5 separate regions of the Mus musculus genome follow, and all the other regions are linked to region 4. Evidence: chromatin contacts called from public ChIA-PET and HiChIP or PLAC-seq data. All regions are on one chromosome and are shown on one strand. The core of a region is the stretch at or near the end of the contact, and the rest is flanking DNA. Distances in the headings are between cores, read along the strand shown.

Region 1 (2,700 bases), core at 189-2,688, 200 kb before region 4:
TAAAATTGACTGGGAGGGGAGCAGTGAGCAGGATGTAAAGTAAAAATAAATAATTTTTAAAAAATTGTCCTTAAGCCCACTGGAAAATTGTGTCTATGAAACCATAGAAAATATCTGCTTTGTTCAACAATGTATCAATAACTCCTAAAAACCTGGCACATAGTCAATGATTAAAAAAATTTTACTGAATGAATAATGAAAAACAAAAACAACTATCAAATCCCATATTCAATTCTGGGACCACAAAGACTAGAAAGTATTATTTTATTTAAGAATTTTAGAGCATTGCCGATTACCATAAGAAATTTCAGTGCAACCGTTGGAGAAAACAAAATGGAAATGACCTAAAAGAAATGGCAATAATGTTTTTATGCAAGAAGTCTCAGGCTGGTCAAAAGCATTTGACACCCTCCCCCCAACCCTGACAACCTAAATTTAATCCCCTGCAGCCAGATGGTGAAAGGAATTCCTACAGGTTGTCCTGATTTCCGCGTGTGCAATGGCATGCGTACACACGCGCGCGCACACACACACGCGCACGCACACGCAAATGCACTCACACACATAGATAGGTTTATTATTTACAAATTATGCCAGACGTGGTACCACAAAAGCATGTAATCTCAGCAGGTCGGGTGCTAAAGCAAGAGGATCACCAATTTAAGGCTAGCCTGTCTCAAACAAGAAAAAAAAAAAAAAAAAAAAAAAAGCAAGAGTTGAGAAACTGCAGCCTCATGCCTGTGCTGCAAGCAGTTTACTAGTGAGCTATGGACCGGATAAAATAAGATTGTGTGTGCGTGCATGTGTGTATGGGTCCTACTATGTTGCACCGGATGGAGCAAGAAGAGATCTTTCTGCCTCATAACACATTCTCGAGTGACATTTTCTTGTATAGGAAAAGGGGACAATGAGCTGTAATCACAGGTACACCGGCTCAAAAAGAATTTCTCTTCAGATGGATAGAAACTTGCTACGTTCCCGTCCCCTTGATCTGGCAGGAGTCCAACACAGTCTGGGGCTGGCCAGTCCAGAGCTGTGCGACAGAGTCCAACGGGGCCTGGCCCTGGAGGCTTTGTTTTGGTTTGATTGGTTTTGGTTTTAGCTCCGTCCCTGACAGCGCAGCACCCTCGCCCTCACCACACTAATCTCGGACCGCAAGAAAACCGAATGCCAGGGAACCAATACCGCCAACCTAAATAAAAACCTCTCAGAAGAATGGGGACCGGCAAGTCCCACCCACCGGCAGTGCGGACCAACTGGCAGGCAGCCGGCTTTTCCATCGACCAATCCTGGAGCGCCTACAATACTTTGCAAGCCTCCCCCTGGGCGGAAATGACGCGCGTTGTCGCGCGTGATTAGCGGAAGCAAAATTTGCTTTGCGGCAGGCAAGGAGCTTGCTCTCTCTTTGGTTTCCGTTCCTGACCCATGTGAGTTACCGGCGACAGCGATGAACTCTATCAAAGCTACGAAGGGGTAAGACGTAAAAGGGAAAGGAGATTCCCGGGTATTTTTGAGGGCTGAATTTCCTGTATTTAGGGAAGTGGAAGCCGAACTGCTGTTTGTTAGAGATTCGCCTCCCCAAACCCTGCCAGTAGTTAATGTATCGGCTAGGAATCCTAAAGTCCCTTAATTTAAATTGGCTTTGCTCCTCAGTTTCTCGGCTCTTAAGTTGCATCGCTGTTAGGTCTGATGGTCGTCCGACTCTTGGCAAAGTTACTATTGATTTCCCTTTATTTGTCACGTGCGCATTTTCTGCCTCTGCCACGCGCAACATGCGCCGTCTGTGAGAGTGCCAAGTTGTGCCAGACCTAACAGGTATTTCATGTTACCCCTCAACGTTAGAAAAATCTAAATGTAGTCGCTTTGGTAATGTTTGCTTAGTAAATACCGAGATCCACTGTTAAGTAATAGTAGGTTTTTCCTAAATTCTAATCACCTTAAACACCCATTTATACAGTTGGTTTCAACCATTACCCTACGTCCTCAGTTATGCGAACAAATTATCAAGATTACATTTTTAATAAGTTGCACTTAATCAAGGCACCTGACCGGTGGGAGATCCATAGAAGCATTAATAGAATGTTTTCGAATGTTTAAAAGGTTTCCCAGTTGGTGGCGGCACACGCCTTTAATCTCAGCACTTGGGAGGTAAAAGCAAGCCAATCTCCAAGTGTGAGGTCAGGCTGGTCTACAAAGCGAGTTCCAGGACAGCTAAGGTTACACCGAACAACTCTTGTCTCAAAAAATAAAATAAAATACACGTTTAAATAGTTAATAGGAAACTGCCTTTGCCTCAAAAGACAGCAGTAGCGTCAGTGGGAAATTGAAGCATAGTAAGTAACAGAAGTGCAGGGTCAGCCACTAACCAGTGTTGTCTTTCCCATGCCGATATTGTCATCTTGGAAGTGATGCCTGACCCCCTTCTAAAAACACTTTAACTAATTACCTTCTGTTTTGTTTTTTTGCACCTCTTCTCAGATAAGAATACTCAGAACTGAGCAAACAGATATTTGTTTAGATCAATAGTTCTCCACCTTCCTAGTGCTGCTCAACCCTTTACTACAGTTCCTCATGTTCTGGGGTTCATGACCACCTCCCAAAACATAAACCATAAAATTACTTTCCTTGCTTCTTCATAACTGCACTTTTGCTACTGTTATGAATTGTAACATGAATAATGTCTGAAATGCGGGATATCTG
Region 2 (2,700 bases), core at 11-2,510, 140 kb before region 4:
AGAAACCCTATCTCGAAAAACAAAAACAAAACAAAAAAATCATCTCCATCACTTGAATACTTATGACCTAGCACAGGTGACAGAAACAATAAAACATGCTACCAAAACTATGGCAACGAGAATTAATAAAGAATCATTCAGCCATTTGAAGTGGCGAGCTAGAGGGACTTGGGGGAGAATATGGCTGCTTAATCTGACCCCGAAGCACAAACCCCATTCTAATCTCTATTACCATCTCCCTGCGTGAGCTCAGCAAATGATTAAGCCATCTGGGTGGCCTCAGTTTCTCCACCTTCAAAATGGGAGCCATAAACTGAGCGAAGCTGCTTGTGTTTTTGAAATGCTGAAGGAGCTCAATCAAGTTCAAAGCCAGTGTGGGCTCCGTGGTGAAGTCCAGACCAGTCTGAGGTACCTAGCAAGACTCCGCCTCAATAAGTAAATAATTAAATAGAAAAATAAAACAATCAGGGGCGGTAATCTGTGAAGTCAGGCCCCTGCGTGTCTGTGTCTTGTGTAGCCTACCTCTCATTTTGTTTGGACCCCACATTCAACATGGACCCCTGCAGCGAGCTGAGGGAGAGTATAACAACGATTTCCTCGCGATCCCAAGTAAACACGGTGAAGAGCCGAAGACTAAGGAAAATTGAGATTGAGAGGCTGAGGGAAGTTACAAGGGAGATTCAGTTGTGCGCAGGATGTGCGTGGCCCCAAAGGAAGAGGAGAGGAGAGTTCAGAGTTTAACTTCTCTTCTGACTTAACTAACCACCTTTATGTATCAAATAATCCTTCCAAAACCTTTCCTCTCCTCCACCTTTGAAGCAAGTCCTCTACCCAACCCCAGCAATCTATCTTGAGGACCAGGGAACTGAGCTGCCCTTTCCGACCTCTTCCTCTCATTGATTGGCATCACCTTCATTTCTCTAAGGAGTCCAGCGGAGCATCTGCCTGCACTTTTTTTGTTGTTGTTGTTAAAATTCCAATCCCACTTTAGGGGAGACGATTGCCAGCTGCATTCCGTTTTGTCTTCGCTGAACAAGGACAGAGTTCCTTTTACTGGCCCTAAACTGCTCCCTGTAGAGCTTCAGCGGGGCTAGAGAGCTCCGGTCCTGGACTGGGCCAAGCAGGCTGCGCTGCCACTCCAGGATTTCCTGCACTTGGAGAGGCGAGGTCGGCTCGAACTTCGGCCTGTGGAGAAGGCAACTCCGCATCTCTTTAAGATGCAGAAACTCCCAGCCCACGCCCACACCCACGCCCCTCGGGCCACCCCCGCCCGCCTTAGGCTCCTCCCACAGCCCTCGGTGTCAAGGGCCTCCCAGCCACCTGCCCGATGCACATCCCGCGAGCAAAGCACGACCGCGGGAGAAGGAAGCGGAGATCGTGCCCACACCAGCCGGGCGCTGACTACTGCCAGCAGCTCGCTTTCCCCGGTCGTCTGCCCTTACCCAGCATGCACTTCCAGGCCCTGAGCTATCTTGGAGCCGCAGCCCTTGGGGTCAGAGCGGCCAGAAGAAACAGGAAGTTTGGGACGGTCTTAGTCCTGGGGCAGGGAGTCCGAAAAGGCAGGCCCTTCGCTCCGCGCTGCCCACCCTCCCCACCGCCCATCGCCGGCCCTCTCCATCTGGCACTTCCCTGGGGTCCGTTTCGGGGGCTGGCCTGAACTCGAAAAAAATCCAGATGTGTTAGGGGGGTCATTCAAGGCACAATCCCAGGCTTCTCTTCGCAGTAGCATCTTTAGGTATAAAGATCGAGGGTGTACAGGAAGGGAGAGAATGCCCTGGTCCTGATGAAGTGGTAGTCCCAAGGGTAAGGAAGGAGAGAGGCGATAGATTTGGGTAAGGGTAGTGACTAGAGATTCATTTCCCACGGACCGTCTCTTGGATAAGGCAATGGTTAGAACCCAGTGCAGAATCCAGAGATCATTGCTTCCGCCCTCCATCCAGCTAGTTAGCTTCTCTCCATATTAACTTTAGAGACGTTCCAGCCCATCAGGGACCATCTCACAAGTCAGCACTGCCATTCACTAGAAGCACTTGGCAAAATAGAAGTGACCCCTAATGCAGCCCTATTCTTAGTGCAGAGAACACAAAGCACATGCCCATTGAAGGTGATCTCCATCCACAGCATTTGGACAGGCAGAGAGGACTGGATTCTCTGTCCCGGGGGTCTCTCTCTCACTCCCCACTCCTAAGTCCCTACTAGCTAAACCAATGACACCACCAACTTCAATCCTCACGTTGTCGTCTCCCCACCCCCACCCCCAACTGAGAGAGGTTTGGGTAGCAGTTGCTCCCAGTGAGCTGTTTTGATCCCAGCATGCCATTTGGCCAATCCTCTTCTGGTTGTGCAGACAGGCCCTCTGTGCCTCTGCTTGGAAACACTGGTTCTCTTCCCACAACCTCACTCTTCAATCCAAAACCCGCTTCCTTGCTCACTAGACATGCCCAAGTTCTCCTGGATGATTTCCTGAATCTTCCTAGCTTTGTCTCGAGGAGGGGGCCAGGGCGTGACAAAGGTGCAAGTCTTAAATGGCTTGAAAGTAAGACTGTGACGGTAATAATTCAAGGGTTTTAGAACGGTTGTAAAGTGAGAGTATTACTGGCATAGTTTCTGCCTCGGACACCCCCAGGCAGAATTAATTGGTCCTTTTTCTGTGCTCTCCTAATGCAGTCTTAATCTTTATGCCTCTATTATCACATTGTA
Region 3 (2,700 bases), core at 196-2,695, 250 kb before region 4:
CACCCTTTGTACTTTCTACTGTACCACCATGTTCTTTAGTCACCTAAAGAAAGATATCTATAAAAATAATGTTTGTTGTTGTTGTTGTTGTCCTTTGTCCCTAAGTAGCCCTTCCCATACCTCCTCTACCTCTCCTTCTTTCTTCAATATTCAAATATTACTCACAGGAAGGAACAAGTAACCCTCTGGCTGGGGTAAGCTGTTCAGGGCATTCTGGAAGCATACACACATTGTATTTCCACAAAACAGATTTCCCCTAATCAAACCTTCTGTAACTTCTGGAGTCCGAAATGAAATCTTCTGGCTGGTCTAGTTTAACATTTGTGAGCCCACATCATATTGTAGATAAAAAGGCTTCCTTAAACAGGAGAGATCCTGGGATGGTTGGCAACTGATGCTGGGGTTGGGGGTGGCTGAGGGCGGTGGCAGCAGCTAAGAAAAGTCCCTTGGGGGCTTTCTAGGACATTTCACCAGTATCATAGCTCCATTCAGCATCCTGGATTTCCGGGCCTCGCCTTTCCCAGCCACTGTCATCCTCCTCTTCTCTCAGGTGCTGGGCTGTGTCCTCTACTTACTGGCACCACATGCCCCATGCTGGCAAGAATGAGGCGGAAGCCTGCAGCCCGATGAGCAAGAAACAACCAGCCAGAGAGCATTCCCGAGCTAGAGAGGGCAAAGGTCCAAAAGGGGACTAAGAGCCTAGCAACAAGATGGAAAGGTGTAAGGCTTGGGAAAGGGGAGGGGGCCCCAGAGGTGCAAAGATCACTTCCTTTGTGTAAAACTAACCTGGAAAACAATCTCCCCCCTCCCCCCGCCTCCATAAACTGACCCAGCAGAAGAACACAGACTAGGAAGGGGGACCCAACCTGGGAGAAGGAAAATTAAAATCCGTCAGAAAGCAGCGACCTGGTTCAGCAGCTTAGCGCCAGAAGCCAGGGCTGTGCAGCGGGCTCGTCCTCAGGAGGCCCGCCCTGCCTCCGCCACGCAGCCGACCACCGCCCCAGGCTGGCTGGGACGCGCGCCACATCCACACGCACACGCGTCCACACGCTCGTACACACTCACACACGCCCCGCCACGTGTAGTCACCCCCGGCCAGGGGCTCCGTGGCTGGCGAGCTGAGCAGGGCGGTGCCAACGTCCCTGGGTCCCGGCGGAGCTGAAGGGGGATGCAGCCCTCCAGAGAGCCGAGCCCCGGAGACCCCCACCCCCACCCCTTGTTACCTGAACAAGGGACACTGAACTCGGCCGGCAACTGGGGGCAGAAAGTGCACACTGTCCCGGGGGATCTCGTCAGCAGCCAGAGGTGGTAGCGACTTCTCCCTGACAGGGAGGGTGCCTCCTCCTGACAAGGGGCCCCAATAGTCGGGGCCCTAAACCAGCTGTGGCAACCGCCCACCGCTGGCGGAATGGAACGCTCCTCACGTCACCAGGTCGCTCCAGTAGTTGCTCGTCCTCCATTGGCTAAACGATCACAATGTCTCCATCCCGCCCCCAACGCGTACTACCATTGGCTACTTCGAACGTCACTCCAGAATCCCTCCGCCCACTCCCCCCACCCATCTCCTTGCTACAAGCCCACCTGCCAAGCTCCAGCCAGCTTCTCTCTGGGGTCTGAGCACCAGGACGCGAAGTGTTCTCGTCTATTAATATAGTTACGCAAAAGCGGAGGCGTAAGGTGGTGTGGACCGGACAAGGGAGGAGCCAAGAGCAGCCTCCCCACAAACACACTGAAGCAACACTAGCTCACAAATCCGGACTCTAACCCTGAATTCCGTCTTACCCTGGGCCTCTCCACTGCCGTTTGCCTTTAAATTGACCAAGGTCTGTTCGTGGGCATCTTAACGTTACATTCTCTGCCGCCTAAGTCCCATTCAGAAGCCTCGGACTCCCACGCAATCTCGAGGGCTTTCAGAACAGAAAAAGAATATGAAAAGAGATAACCATATCTGAGAATGTCATTTTGTGATATTGAAAACAAGTCATTGACATTAAGGAAGTTGGAGGAACTCCACTGAGACAACATAAATATTTCCAGGTAGATAATGATGCAAAGATTGCCAAAAGGTAGTTAATTTCTATTTTCTATTAGAATTTGAGATCTTGTTGGGTGTGGTGAAGCTAAGGCAAGAAGATTTGAAGCCACCCTGGTCTGACATTTGAGTTCCATGCCAGCCAGGGCTACATAGAAAGATCCTGGTTCAAATGCACAAAACAAAAGAACTGGAGATATTATGATAACAAAGGGAGGGGCATCCAAGGCAGAATTTTCATACATCAACCAGATTGATTCTTTCCTTCTGGTGCCTCCTGGCAGTTAGTTACTGTTACTGAGCCTCTGCTATCAACGGCTAGTAACACCATTTAGAAAATTGAGACTGGAGTGGGGAAAACAGTTGAGAATCACACTATTATATTATATTATATTATATTATATTATATTATATTATAGGGTGGATGTTACAAGGCACCAGATCTGTTTCCACCAGTATGACTGGTTCTTACCTTCCAAATAATATGAGGGATGTTTAAAAGTGACCTCTCCTTACCTACCACACTATGTTATCAACCCAGGTTTCCTAGAGCTTGACCAAAGTTTTCCTAGGGTTTCCAATAATAGTTGGAATTAGTTCAGAAGTGACTGCCAATGCTCTCCCAAAGGCAGCTTTGTGGTAGTTTTAATGAGAGACCACATACATGG
Region 4 (2,762 bases), core at 37-2,536:
GCCAAGAGGTCTCTATTTTGGCAGTTCAGGTCTCCAAGTCGTAGGTTTACGTGCGAACGGGCGGGCTGGCGGGCGTGTGTGTGTGTGTGTGTGTGTGTGTGTGTGTGTGTGTGTGATCGCGACTGTGAGTGTGCGTGTCTCCAGTGTCTGGCTGTGGAAGCCCTAGGGGCCACTGGTTCAACCTGGTCGGAGTCGCCTGAGTCCGCAGAGCCTCCTGCCCAGCGGCGTTGCGATCGCCGATCGGCACGGGGTGGGGGCGGCGCCGCAGTCACTAACGGCCTCTCCACTGAGGCTAAGCTGGCCGGGGCTGACCGAAAGCGCCTTCCCGCCCGCCGCCGCCACCACCGCCGCCGCCGCCGCTCACTTCTGCTTGTGACCTCTGGAGCTCAGACTCCTCACAGTTCCCAGGCTGAGACACACGCACCCTTCCTGGTCTCCACCACCCTTGATGCCCCACGCGGGCAAACTTTTCGAGCTCTCGCCCCGCGTCCCAAGAAGCGGCGCCATCGACGTACCTGAGGTCCGGCGCTCCTCCGGTCGCCCGGGCGGGTCTGGTGACCCAGGCTCTTCGGATCTCGGTCGGCGGGTGGTCCCCTCGCCGTCTCAGAGCCCGAGACACGGGTCCCCAAGGGCCGCCGGACCGCCTTCTCCTCCCCCCACCTCGAAATCGGGGCCCCGGCCGGCGGCGCCGGGAGCTGGGCGCCGCGGAAAGGAGAAGTGGCGGCTGAGCGCAGCGCCGGGTCCGTCCTCGCGGCCGCCGGGGGCCGCCCGCCCTCCCGCCCGCCCTCCTGCTCTCCTCGGGGCCCGCCTGCCCCCGCCGGCCCGCGCCCGTGACTCACCTCGGCGCCGGGGCAGGCTGGTCCGGGCGGGCGGGCGGCCGGGCGAGGCGCTGGGCTTCTCCCACACGTCCCGCCGCCGCCGCCGCCGCCGCCAATGGCAAAGTTGGAGGGCGAGCGAGATGCGAGCCCCAGGTGAGACGGCGGCGCCCCGGATGAAGAGGAACCAGGGTGCCGGCAGTGCGACGGGAGTCCCGAGGTTCCCGGGAGGCCGCGCCGAGGGAAGGGCGGCGGGGGGCACCCGCTGATGAGGAGGGGGGCGCGAGCCGCTGGAGAGCTGCGCCGAGGCTAGCGAGAGAAAGGGGAAATCGCACTGGAGACACACACAGCACACACGCGCGCACGCACGCACACACACACACACAGACACACTCACACACAGACACACTCACACACGTCCCCGCGGGCGGAGGCTGGGCTGGGCGCGCAGGAGGCAGGGCGAGGAGGGACTGAAGAGCGGGAGGGAGGGACCGACGGGAGGGACCACGGGCTAGCGGGCGGGGTGGAGAAGGGAGGCTGGGAGGAACCAGGCACCGGGGTGGAAACAGCGCCCCTCCACCCCAACCCCGCCACGGTCGCCAGCACGGCAGGGGGAGCCTTGCCAGGGGCCCGCGCAGGCTCTCCTGCCCCGCGAGCCTCGCGGCCCCCCACCTCCGCGGAGAGGTCAGAGAAGGCAGAGCCCCTCCCGAGCTCACGTCGCACGAGCTGCTTCCCTAGCGAGCACCCCCCTCCCACACTCTACTCATAATTGGCGGGGCCCGGGGCCCTCGGCTCTGACTGGGCGCTTCTCGGCGGGAAGTCCCACACAATATCCCGTGGAGCTATCCTGGGGATTCTGGAAGGCGGTACTCCGATGGCTTGCTACCTCGGCTGCCCCCCACCACACCAGCACTCCACAGTACCAAGCATGCACTGTGGCAACCAGGCAGCTTAGCAATGATGGGAAGAGATGGACAGAGGGTACATTTTGCAAACAATGTCCACCCCACCCCCACCCCACCCCACCCCTTGGAGTCTCTGAACAGAGATTTCCTGGATTGGTGTGACCAGAGAGTTGCAGGAAAGTCTGACCGCTTGGGGGGGCCAACACAGCAGGTGTACAGTCAGCCAGAACTGGGGTTCAGGGAGAGAGCCTACACCCCACATTTTCGATATAAAGTCAAGCAATGGCTGTCCTTGAGCTGCCCACTTCAACCCATTTGCACTTTTTCTCCGTATCCACACCAGTCCCCATCTGGTACCACAGCTAAGGTCCTGGGAAGGTGTCTTCTGGAAATTGTCATTTCTCACAGCTCTATGCTGACTAAAGCGAGGGTGGGGAGGGCTGCGGGAGAGGCACGCAGGGGGCGGGGCGTGGTGGGAAAGCAGAGAGACATGACCTTGGCAGAAAGCCGCTGGGGGTGGGGAGCTCCGGGGGAGGAGGGCCCTTTGAGAGATGGCCAAAGGGGCTTCAGGTCAGGATCTACTCAACCACCTCCAAAAGCCTGCTTCATCAGCTTTGGAAAAGATGATCCTGGCTCAGGGCTTGGGTAGTGGGTGGCATCATCAAAAACGGGTGTGGATCACAGGTTAACAGTAAAAGATCTAGAGGCTGCACTAGGGTCCTGGCTCCTGAAACCTCCTTGTTACTCATAGACAGACAAGTCCTGGAAGCAAGGACCAAGAGCAAATTTCCACTTCTTTTTCTTTTACAAGTGAGCACATTCTCTTTAGGAGAGTCTAGATTCTGGAAAAACACAGCTTTCTGTTGGACTCCAGCCTCTGAGGCTCTCCTTTCTAGTTTGGGGCAGGTCTCAGACAGCTTCGAAGCTCACCAAGGCCAAAGTGGGTACAAAAACTAAAACAGTAAGCCTCACATAGTGTTTCAGGTCTTTAATCCCAAAACTGGGGAGGCAGAGGCAGGTGGGTAGCTAAGAGTAAGGCCTG
Region 5 (2,731 bases), core at 31-2,530, 170 kb before region 4:
CAGGAAGTACCTGGGACTGGCTGTCAAGGGAAATAAATATAATGAGTAGTGTTCAATGCCCAAAGGACATTTTTTAACTTATGCACTGGCTTGAGATTGTCCATAATCCGCTCCGCTAGCTGTCACTTAAATCGGTAGCCAGTGAAGGGGAATGAGGAACCTCTACCTCCTCCTGCCTCCATTTAAGATACCTCAACATTCTTTCACTCTTAAGCACAAAGCTGCCATCTCTGTGCAAACCAGTTCCCAAATCGAAGCACCAATAAGTGGACAATTCCGGGTCTACTTTCTCGGGACCCTTCTGCGCGATGTTTGCGCCATACAACACTAAAGTGATGCAAGCCACCCCATCCTTCGAAGGCGAGGGCAGACGCTGGAACATGACATAAACGACGCCCACTCCCCGTTTTCCAAGCCCCCAAACGGATTCAATTGTTGTTTCGTGGGGCTCTTTTTTTTTTTTTTTTCCTTTTCTTCCTCCGAACCTCCGAAGTGTTCTTCCTTCCTATTGGCCAAAGCTGCCCCTTGACGCCACCCCGGCTTTGCTTACTGATTGGTCGGCTCTGGATGTGCCCAAGCCTTTTTCCCAGGGTGTGGCGCCCCCCTCCCGCCCCCAACAGGGTTCTGACCCCTGGCTCCTCCCTTCCCCCAACCCCCCCTCCCGTTCCGAATGGTACCGCCCTGGCTCGGCTCCCCCATGGCCCGGCCGCTGCCCTTAGGGCCCCCGGACGGGGCGGGGCACATTGGGGACGGGCAGAAGGCGGTGGTGGCGCCTTCCTGCCGAGCCCGAAGCCACCCCCGCCACCCTTCTACAACCCTCTTAGGTTCCACTTTCCCTTGAGCAGTTTTCGCCCTCCTTAGTAGCCCTGTCCCGTCTGTTGCAGCCCCCACTGGTCTTTTGGTCATCCCAAAGGGCAGCTTTCAATCCCAGCCCTCCGCGCTTGATACACGCCCATCAGCCTCCACCCTTGGGTTCTCGAAAGGCTTTCTCCCCGAGTCTGTACACCCTTCCCCTCCGGGTCCCTCTTTCTAGCGGACTGTCCATCCATCCCCGGGACCTCCCTCCCTGTGTGTGGCCGTTCCTCCCAGCGGCCTCCACTTCACGGTGTCCCCTCCCCTTCGTGGCCAGCGTGGTGGAGCACTCCTGCCCCCCCCCTTTCTCTGTACCCCCGCGCTCTCTTATGCTGTCCCTTCACGTCCCACTCTAAGTCCCTCCCACGCCATTCCCCCCACACACACACTCACACACCCCTCCCTGCGAGTCGTCCCCTGGCGCCCCTCCCCTAGCCCCCGCTTGTCTATGCCCCTCCCACACACCCGGTCCTTTTGTCTCCTCTTTGGTCTCTAAGTCCCCCGCCCCTCCCTCCCGCCCGCCCTCGCTCCCCGCGAGCACGCTCTTATCTTCCCCAGGTCCGGGCGCCCCGCCCCCTGGCCGCGCCCCGCCGGCTCCCCTCCCTCCCGCGGCCCCATCTCCACCCTCGGCGCTCCGCCCCCCCCCCCCCCCCCGCCAATCCCCGGTGGCTCGGGGCCCTCCAGCCGGGCCCACCTCCCTCGTTCCCTGGTTCGCTCCTCCCGCCACAACCTCCGCAGATCCCAGACCCACCCTTTTCGGGCCGCGGGCTCGGGCTCCCGCGCGTTCTCCCCACACTTGCACTCCTCCCTCCGCCCTGCTTTGCTACCTCGCCCAGGCCCCAAAGTCGCCCGGTCCGGGACACGGTGCAACCCGCCCTCGGGGAAGCCTCTTTCTTTGCAATGGTGCGGGCACCGCACGATCGGACCCACAGCCCTAGGAGCACAAACCCAAACTGGGCCAGTCCTGGCCGCCTTTACATAGTCCGGCTCTCGGAACCCGCCCGGGACCTTGTGCCCGTCGGAAGAGTATAGGGACCTGCTGAGCGCGGCTCCTCTGGCCTGCCCGGCGCGCCCAGGGGAGACACTGCGACCAGAATGCCAGGGATGTCTTTACCCAAAGCCTCCTTCAGTCTTCACCCAAAACCTGTGCATTCAGTAGGCTGCTCCCACCTGAGGTCTCGCGCTCAGCGGGCCTAGGTTGAGATGCTGTACCGAAAATCCTCCCAGCATCAGGGGCTGTAGTTTAGTTATGGTCCATCGGGCTCCATCAGTGAAAACAAGTGATAAGCCCTGACCACCCAGGGAGACAGGGGGCATGCACTTCTCAGCCTAGTGCTTTGTATCAACTGTCTGCAGGTGGAGGGCCTGGAACTAAACTCTTTCATCTCAGGTGAGGGTTGTGTCTTAAGTAGAGAACCAAGCCACAGGCCAATAACTAAAAAATATATCTGTTCCATAATGCCGACGTTGGCGGTATCTCTCCCCTGAACCTCTTCTGCCAAAACCTTATTTACGCAGCAGACTGGAAGTTCTTTGAAGGAGGTCCCTGTTCCTCACCCTAGCTCACTCAATGGATCTCTTGTGATTGGCAGATAACTGGATGTGTTTGTTAACTGCCCGCCTTTGTGACTTAAGGTTGTAAACTGGCAAGGGCCAGGACCAGTTGGGGATTACTAGCTTGCGCCAGGCACAGCATGGTGCCCAAAGGGATGGACAAGCAATGGTGTGTAAAGCTGATGAAAGTACTTATGCAGGAGGCAAATGCCTGCCTCTGGGTCTCCAGAACTGTTCCGGAACTGCACCTGAGTGAGGGAGAAACTAAGGAAGCTGCTTTAGCTCGTCTGCAATCCAAAGCAGAGCTAGTGGCGCCAGGTATATA

What was found. ChIA-PET counts read pairs in DNA pulled down with a chosen protein or histone mark. HiChIP or PLAC-seq counts read pairs in DNA pulled down with a chosen protein or histone mark.
Region 1: a contact with region 4 is called in an RNA polymerase II ChIA-PET map of memory CD8 T cells, with 151 read pairs. The contact joins the promoter of Utp14a here to the promoter of Elf4 in region 4. A contact is called at or near these places in 3 of 39 promoter capture datasets (the C10 cell line, hippocampal neurons and pre-B cells), 2 of 484 Hi-C or Micro-C datasets (bone marrow-derived dendritic cells and nephron progenitors), 5 of 115 datasets of contacts at active chromatin or transcription factors (the SCID.adh cell line, embryonic forebrain, embryonic stem cells and 2 more) and 3 of 9 other capture datasets (adipose tissue, liver and pancreatic islet).
Region 2: a contact with region 4 is called in an RNA polymerase II ChIA-PET map of memory CD8 T cells, with 45 read pairs. The contact joins the enhancer-like site here to the promoter of Elf4 in region 4. A contact is called at or near these places in 3 of 39 promoter capture datasets (cranial neural crest, embryonic stem cells and pre-B cells), 2 of 484 Hi-C or Micro-C datasets (both in embryonic stem cells), 1 of 115 datasets of contacts at active chromatin or transcription factors (memory CD8 T cells) and 1 of 9 other capture datasets (liver).
Region 3: a contact with region 4 is called in an H3K27ac HiChIP or PLAC-seq map of microglia, with 6 times the contacts expected there. The contact joins the promoter of Zdhhc9 here to the promoter of Elf4 in region 4. A contact is called at or near these places in 4 of 39 promoter capture datasets (the C10 cell line, embryonic stem cells, hippocampal neurons and 1 more), 1 of 115 datasets of contacts at active chromatin or transcription factors (microglia) and 2 of 9 other capture datasets (adipose tissue and liver).
Region 5: an H3K27ac HiChIP or PLAC-seq map of microglia shows a contact between it and region 4, with 7 times the contacts expected there. The contact joins the promoter of 9530027J09Rik here to the promoter of Elf4 in region 4. A contact is called at or near these places in 14 of 39 promoter capture datasets (the 3T3-L1 cell line, the C10 cell line, the HPC-7 cell line and 7 more), 12 of 484 Hi-C or Micro-C datasets (CD4 T cells, Th1 cells, differentiating embryonic stem cells and 2 more), 4 of 115 datasets of contacts at active chromatin or transcription factors (embryonic stem cells, memory CD8 T cells and microglia) and 3 of 9 other capture datasets (adipose tissue, liver and pancreatic islet).

What each region holds. Positions count from the first base shown.
Region 1 is chrX:48,255,496-48,258,195 of GRCm38.p6, forward strand. Utp14a (UTP14A small subunit processome component) reads left to right here and starts at 1,439. Exons shown (of 15, transcript NM_028276.1): 1 at 1,439-1,473. The coding sequence starts at 1,448. It overlaps Gm39511 (a long non-coding RNA gene), which reads right to left and starts at 1,297. Exons shown (of 3, transcript XR_882302.1): 1 at 1,241-1,297.
Region 2 is chrX:48,313,506-48,316,205 of GRCm38.p6, forward strand. No RefSeq gene overlaps it. Among named protein-coding and RNA genes, the nearest start is that of Bcorl1, 27 kb to the right of the region's middle. Within about 2 kb of position 1,261, at least 256 of the 459 cell types and tissues checked have an H3K27ac peak or open chromatin away from gene starts, as enhancers often do. A contact at or near this core is called in liver and memory CD8 T cells, where this site is marked.
Region 3 is chrX:48,207,257-48,209,956 of GRCm38.p6, forward strand. Zdhhc9 (zinc finger, DHHC domain containing 9) reads right to left here and starts at 1,446. Exons shown (of 10, transcript NM_172465.4): 1 at 1,224-1,446.
Region 4 is chrX:48,453,033-48,455,794 of GRCm38.p6, forward strand. It overlaps Elf4 (E74-like factor 4 (ets domain transcription factor)), which reads right to left and starts at 1,287. Exons shown (of 9, transcript NM_001381876.1): 1 at 840-1,287.
Region 5 is chrX:48,284,146-48,286,876 of GRCm38.p6, forward strand. 9530027J09Rik (RIKEN cDNA 9530027J09 gene) reads right to left here and starts at 1,281. Exons shown (of 4, transcript NR_045916.1): 1 at 1,250-1,281.